2 separate regions of the Triticum aestivum genome follow, and region 1 is linked to region 2. A link is a contact called in public Hi-C data. All regions are on one chromosome and are shown on one strand. Each heading gives the region's core, a stretch centred on a gene start, on an enhancer-like site or on the middle of the called end of the contact. The rest is flanking DNA. Distances are from core to core; before and after follow the strand shown. Region 1 holds the start of LOC123143397 (F-box/LRR-repeat protein At3g26922). Region 2 holds the start of LOC123143395 (RNA N6-adenosine-methyltransferase mettl16).

Region 1 (3,223 bases), core at 718-3,217, 340 kb after region 2:
TACAAATTGTTCTTTGTTCATAATTCTTCAGGTTTTTTTAATTTACAGCCTGCTTTCTTAGTTTCTTTCTCGCATATGAAAGCTAATTTAAGAACATAGAGATCATGTTAGGAGTCATTAGTTAGCTTACGTATGTTAAATGCAGACAAGAGCTTCAAGACTTTGAGAATCTTCTCGTCGACCACATTACACTTGATTTCAACCATGTTAAGGTGCTCTGATATTGCAGACGGACCCTCCATCGGAATGTAGCTTCCTTTCATTTCCACTTTATGATCTGGTCCCTATGGTAAGAAAAAACATTGAACCAATATAGATAGCCGATAATAACGTTTAACACTAGAACAGTTGTCCATTTAGAAGATTTATACCTTGGAGAAAAGTTGAAGAGTGAGCTTCTCTAGAACTGGTGAATTTTGCAGAATGCAAGCTAGTGGACCCAGGTCAGGAGCCTCGCACCAGTACTCATTGAGTAATAAAGTGTTTAACTTACTAAATGTAGGGCGGCAATTCAAATCTCTTGTGAAAATGAACTGGAAAGAAAAATACAAGTACTTAAATCAAGTAATCCTTGCTAAGAATGTGAGATGCTGATCTAAGACCCACAATCTGTTTGTGATGCATATGTAATCTGTTTATCTCTGATTCTCTAAAAACAATGCAGATAAAGGAACACAAAAAAGGGTAACACAAATGAAAGAGTTAAAGATGAGTGTCACACCTTTCCCAATTTAGATATCAGTTCAAGATGTTTAGCACTTGAGATCCCACCTAGAAGCACGCAATCGCTGCGGCCATCGTTTTTTGATAGACAATTCCCACATCCATTCTTATTAGCTCCACAGAAGATACCATAGTTATAATTCAAACAGACATCTTCGCAGCCTATGCCAAGATTCACGCATGCTGTCTGTAGCAACGGCATGTTTTCAAGAAAAGGGGTTTTACCCGAAAAGCCATCTAGTTTCAAAGAGACAAGGCCTGGAGTAGAAATGTTGAGCCGGCAATCTAGGTCAGAGAAGCAAGTAGTGATGCTGAAATGCTTTAGGGAAAGGGACGATATCTTCCAACCATTGATTTTGCAATCATTCATCTTCAGATTCTCCAATGCTGGACAACTAGCAAAATCAAGAAAGGTCTTTTGTAGGAGTAGACCACAAAGGTCCAATGTTTTCAGGTGCCGAGACACAAGAGGCAGGTCGTCTAGGGGGAGGTAATCAGCCTCAAGGATATGAAGGGTGAGCACCCGAACTTTGCAAATCACAGAGAAACGGATCCACAGATTCACATAGGGCTTTTCGTCATCGGAGCAACTGTGGAATTTCATCTCAACACTTTCAAGGTCGGTGCGCTCGCGCAGCATGAGCAGATGTTCCACGAACTTCCGGAGGTCTTGGACTTGGGCATTCTCCTCATCGTCGAGGCCTACGATGCGCAGGCCTGTGGTGGACCTCCAAAGGTGGCGCCAGCGCCGGGCGAGCACGCACGTCCGAACAGCCGCCTGCGCTGGGAGGAAGGAGAGCACGTGCTGCAGGAGACTGTCGGGGAGGTCGTGGACGGTGGTGCTCTCCGTCACCGGCGGCGCACTCTTGAGCTTCTTCCTAGGAGCCATGCGTCGTCGGCGCTGCGAGGCAAGAAAGGATCAGACGGCCGCGAGGGTGGAGAGAATGGGATGAGATGGGCAGATGGATTTCTCGCCTTCCGGCGGACTCGCCTCACCTGGCCGGTAAGTCGCCGCCGCCGCCGCCGCGAGAGCCGGAAGATGGGCGGATGATGCAATCCTAGGTAACTAGCACTCGATTCTCAACTCCGGAACACCAGATCCATCCAGGATACAAATTGGAGTAGCTAGGGTTTCGGCAAGAATGGGGGGATTGGGGAACAGGGCCAGGAGGTGGAAGAGGAACTCGCCCAGCGGCACACGCCCAAGTGGCAAATTTGACAATTTTGACCTCGGGACGAAATCAATTCACAGAATGAACTGGGTGCGAAACTATTTCACACCCCTGACCCTTTTGTGTAGCGCCCGCCACGCCGGCGCCATACCGTACGGTGCAGCGCCTAACTCTGGGGCGTTGCACCTCTGTCCACCGTGGCAGCCCATGGGCCCGCACCCAGCAGTGCAACGCCTCCGAGCTAGGCGCCGCACATGTAATGTGCAACGCCTCCGAGCTAGGCGCGGCTAGGCGCTGCACTGTGACTTATCCAGCCACTTGGCCGGGCCCCCCTCCCCCACCCCCCCCCCCACACACACACACTCTCTCACTCTCTCCCTCCCCGAGCTTTGCCCCCTCTCCCACTCTCTCCCCCTCTCAAATCTTCTTCCAAGTCTTGTAAATTTGAAGAATTTGTCCGTGGATTTCAAAGTCAAACCCTCCCTCAAGGTAATAATCTCCGATCCCCTTGTTTTGATCCAAGTAAACTTCTCCCATTGCTCATTTGTTGCTAGTTTGGGGAAACCCTAGTTTTGTTTGGATCTAGAGATTTGCATGGAGATGTGAGATGTTTGTTAGCCAATTTCTATGATTAGGCTTTGTTAGTATGCTAGGGTTATTCTTATGGGTGTTCTTATGTTGGTGCTAGGGTTAGGTTTTAGGGCTAGGGTTATGGTTAGGGTTATGGTTATGGTTAGGGTTAGGGTTATGGTTAGGGTTAGGGTTGTTGTTTCATATATATATTAGGGTTTGTATTCCATGTTAATCCATGGATTAGTACTCATGGAAGCAATGTTACCTTGTGTTCTTTGAATGCTTATAGGGATGGGAAGAACATGTGTGTTTGTTCATCATGGGGACAAAGACGCCTTTTTGAAAGGCAATAAAGAACCGGACCCGGATGAGCTTGACATGGTGTTTGATAGTAGTCCTAGCTATGCGGAGCTCTTGCAACAAGTTAGGAAAGATTTGAATTGGATGGACCCTAGTGATATCATTGAGTTGGAGGGAAGGCATAATGTTGGTTTTGGAATGCACATCCGTTGGAAGACAATGCGTGTCAACTCGGAGCAACGTTGGGTTGCATACAAGGAGACGGTGGCCGAATCACTAGACAAGGCTCTTGAGTTATTTGCAACGAAGAAGGTTGATTCAAGTTTGCATTTGGACTTGAACCGGAACCCCTCCCCTTTGGTTGCTAGTAGCCCCCACCCTTGAAGCGAGATGAAATTGTTGAACCTCTTTTGACCCAAGAAGTGAGGCCAACATTGAGCCCGTATAGAAACAAC
Region 2 (3,282 bases), core at 456-2,955:
GGTTGTGCTTCAGACCGTCCTCTGCTGGGAGCTTTGAAGATAAGTTGCAAGTCACATAGGTAGCTTTTGATAAAAGCTTGTGTGGAGAAAGGAGTTTGGAAGATTCCTTCATGTATCAATTTCCGGCGAGCGTGCCAAATTGCCCAAAGCGTAACAACTAACATGGTGAACTCTTCCGACGATAGAGACTCACTCATGGCGAACAACCAGCCCTTGGCACTGTCGTCCGTGTTCATGCACATGTGTTCCACAAGATCTGCATTTGACAGGGCCCAAACACTCCTTGACATGGTGCAGTCTAGCATGGAATGACGCCAGTTGTCGGCTGCACCACATATAGCACATTCATTCGTTGTAGACATGTTCCGATGCTGCAAGATATCACTCGTTGGGAGAGAATGTTGTGCGAAGCGCCAGACAAATACCTTCAGTTTCGAGGGAACTTGCATGCCCTAGACAGATGACCACCCCTTGCGTTCGGCGCTGCTATTGGACACATCTTCTACGTTCTCCAGCCAAGCTTCTCTCCCTGTCTTTATATGCAAGATCATGTTATAAGCTGATCGGACAGAGTAACGGCCTTTCGGGTCTTCCGCCCACACCCAGAAATCCTGAACTGGCCTTGTGCAAATCGGTATTTTTAGGATGGCCTCAGCATCTACAGGAACGAATACCTGCTGGACTAACTCTTCCCGCCATGATGCCATGTTGTGGTCTATTAATTCAGCCACTATCCTCGGCGGGTTAGCCACCAGAGAGGTCACAGGTGATGAGAAACCCTCCCTAGGAATCCAGTTATGAGTCCAGACGTTTGTCGATGATCCATCCCCTATTTGCCTGATGATGCCTTGCTTCATTATGTTTCGGCCATCTATAATTGCACGCCATATTTGTGAAGGTCGTGACCCCAGCTCGGCCTCAAGAATTGAGGTATTAGGGTAGTAAATTGCCTTTAGCAAATGTGCACTGAGAGAGTTCGGTTCCTGAAGCAAACGCCATGCCTGTCTGGACAGAAGCGCTAGGTTAAAAATCTCCATGTCACGAAAGCCCAAACCACCGAGGCTCTTTGGTTTTGTCATCACATCCCACGAGACCCAGCATGGTCTTCTTTTTCCTTGCTTGCTGCCCCACCAGAATTGGCGAATCATAGATGTAATGCTCTCACATAGGCCCCTTGTCAGCCTAAAACATGACATAGAAAACACCGGGATCGCTTGTGCCACTGCTTTAATCAAGATCTCTTTTCCGGCAGCATACATGAGTTTCTCCATCCATCCCTTGACCTTCTCCCAGACTCTGTCGCGAAGGTATTTGAAAGTGACACTTTTTGATTGACCAACCTCAGTTGGCAACCCCAGAAATTTCTCACTCAAAGACTCATTCTGCACATTGAGACAATTTTTCACCCCTTGTTTGATATGTTCCGGGCACCCCTTACTGAAGAAGATGGAAGATTTGTCACGATTAATCCTCTGTCCCGAAGCCGAACAATATGTATTCAACAGGTTTGAAACTGCGTTAGCTCTCTCCACACTAGACTTAAAAAGCAACAGGCTGTCATCTGCAAACAAAAGGTGGTTAACAACTGGAGCTGTCGGTGCCACCTTTACTCCAAGCGCCGATGACTATTTTCGATTGTTGTCCTGCACCCGTTTTTCCAGTAGTCTTCTTTTGAGAAAAGTTTTTCTTATCTATACACGGAGCGAGAGAGGAGCCGGTTCCGCTGATCCGCTCCAATCTGGCGGAAAAGAGATACCCAAAGGCCCAAGGCAGGCCCACGCGGCGAGCTGACGGCGTTCCTTCCGGAGTCGTGCCTCGCCGCTGGCCGCCCCTCGCTCCAGCCGCCCCGGCGCTCTCCCCTCGGTCCCCAGCTCCCCCGCTGCGCCCGCCTACGAAGCACCGCAAGATGGGCGGCGGGAGGAAGCGGCGCCGGCGCGACGGCTCGGACGCGCCGCCGGTGATGCACCCGCGCAACCGCTACGCCGCCGCGGCGCCGGACTTCGCGGCGCTGGCGTCGCTCTACCCCTCCTTCGCCCCCTTCGTCACCGTGTCCGGCGGGGGCCGCGCGTCCGTTGACTTCACCGACTTCGCCGCCACGCGGGAGCTCACGCGCGTCCTCCTCCTCCACGACCACGGCGTCAACTGGTCCGTGCAACCTGCTCTGCTCACCTCCTCCTCCCGCCCCCTTCCCCTCAAACCCTAAGATGCATTCTGCGCTGCTCCATTCCCGATTGTTCCTGCTCGGCTGAGCCGCTTATCTCTCTGCCGTGCTGGTGGAGAATCTCCTGAATTCAGCTAATTGTGGCATCAAACTCACCTGTAATGTGACACTAGTAAGATGCCCGTGCGTTGCACGGAACATCAAAAAATAGTTTATTTTACTATGTAGTGTGCTCAAATTGACATGTGTCGGGTCATCCTTTGTGTAATAAATATCGATATCTTTCTTCGGATATTCAATTTTGTTCCCAAGCTTACACGCATTTGAGTGAAATTTCCCCCAAAATAAGAATTTGCACAACTTTCTCTTCAGTAAAATCTTCACATCTGTCATGTTTGCCATGTAGTTGCACTTTTTTTTCCAAGAAAAGTAGCTTACATGCCCAATATCGTTGCTGAAATCATTCCAGTATACACATGCACACACACCAGCGTACGGGCCAGGTATAAGCCACCCAAACAGAACACAAAAGCATAAACAACTACTCCTTACATCATATCCTTGTAACATGAGCATCAGCATCGTCGACCAGTAATTGACGAACTACAGCCAACTCTCATACAGAGAAAAAAGAAATTGGACATAGAATCCCAAATAGGCTAACACAGGAGGGCACAAAAAGGAGGACGACAATTTATTGGTTCCAGCTATGTCGACGCCCATACACTTCCTACACCACCATCGCCAGCTTACCGGATCGCTGTCGCAACAGTCCTTAAAGAGCCCCTTTCTGCAAAGGTTGCCCAAGATGTTAAGAACTGACAAACATAAAAAACTACAGTGGTTGGATCTCCAGGACGAACACATTTAAAGCAGGATTTATTCTTGGTCTTCCATAACACCCAGAAGATTGGTGCCGCGCCGATCACAAGGAAACCCTTCGCCACCTTGAGTAGAAATGATGAAAAAACTGAACCAAAACAGAAATTAGAGAACTGAATCTTCATCTCATTTGATCCTCAAATGCTCTATAAATCAAAACCACGTCCGTCATTATGTGTGCTTCTGGGCCACTTTCATCAGCGGCTGGAGTACTTGTCTTCCATATCTGATTTGGAAAC

What was found. A called contact is a pair of places that touch in the nucleus more often than the background predicts.
Region 1: a Hi-C map of leaf shows a contact between it and region 2, with 4 times the contacts expected there. The contact joins the promoter of LOC123143397 here to the promoter of LOC123143395 in region 2. A contact is called at or near these places in 4 of 5 Hi-C or Micro-C datasets (leaf and an unstated tissue).

The regions. Positions count from the first base shown.
Region 1 is chr6D:43,051,340-43,054,562 of IWGSC CS RefSeq v2.1, forward strand. It overlaps LOC123143397 (F-box/LRR-repeat protein At3g26922), which reads right to left and starts at 1,968. Exons shown (of 5, transcript XM_044562314.1): 1 at 1,720-1,968; 2 at 722-1,624; 3 at 372-533; 4 at 131-284. The coding sequence starts at 1,612.
Region 2 is chr6D:42,713,850-42,717,131 of IWGSC CS RefSeq v2.1, forward strand. It overlaps LOC123143395 (RNA N6-adenosine-methyltransferase mettl16), which reads left to right and starts at 1,706. Exons shown (of 8, transcript XR_006470829.1): 1 at 1,706-2,145.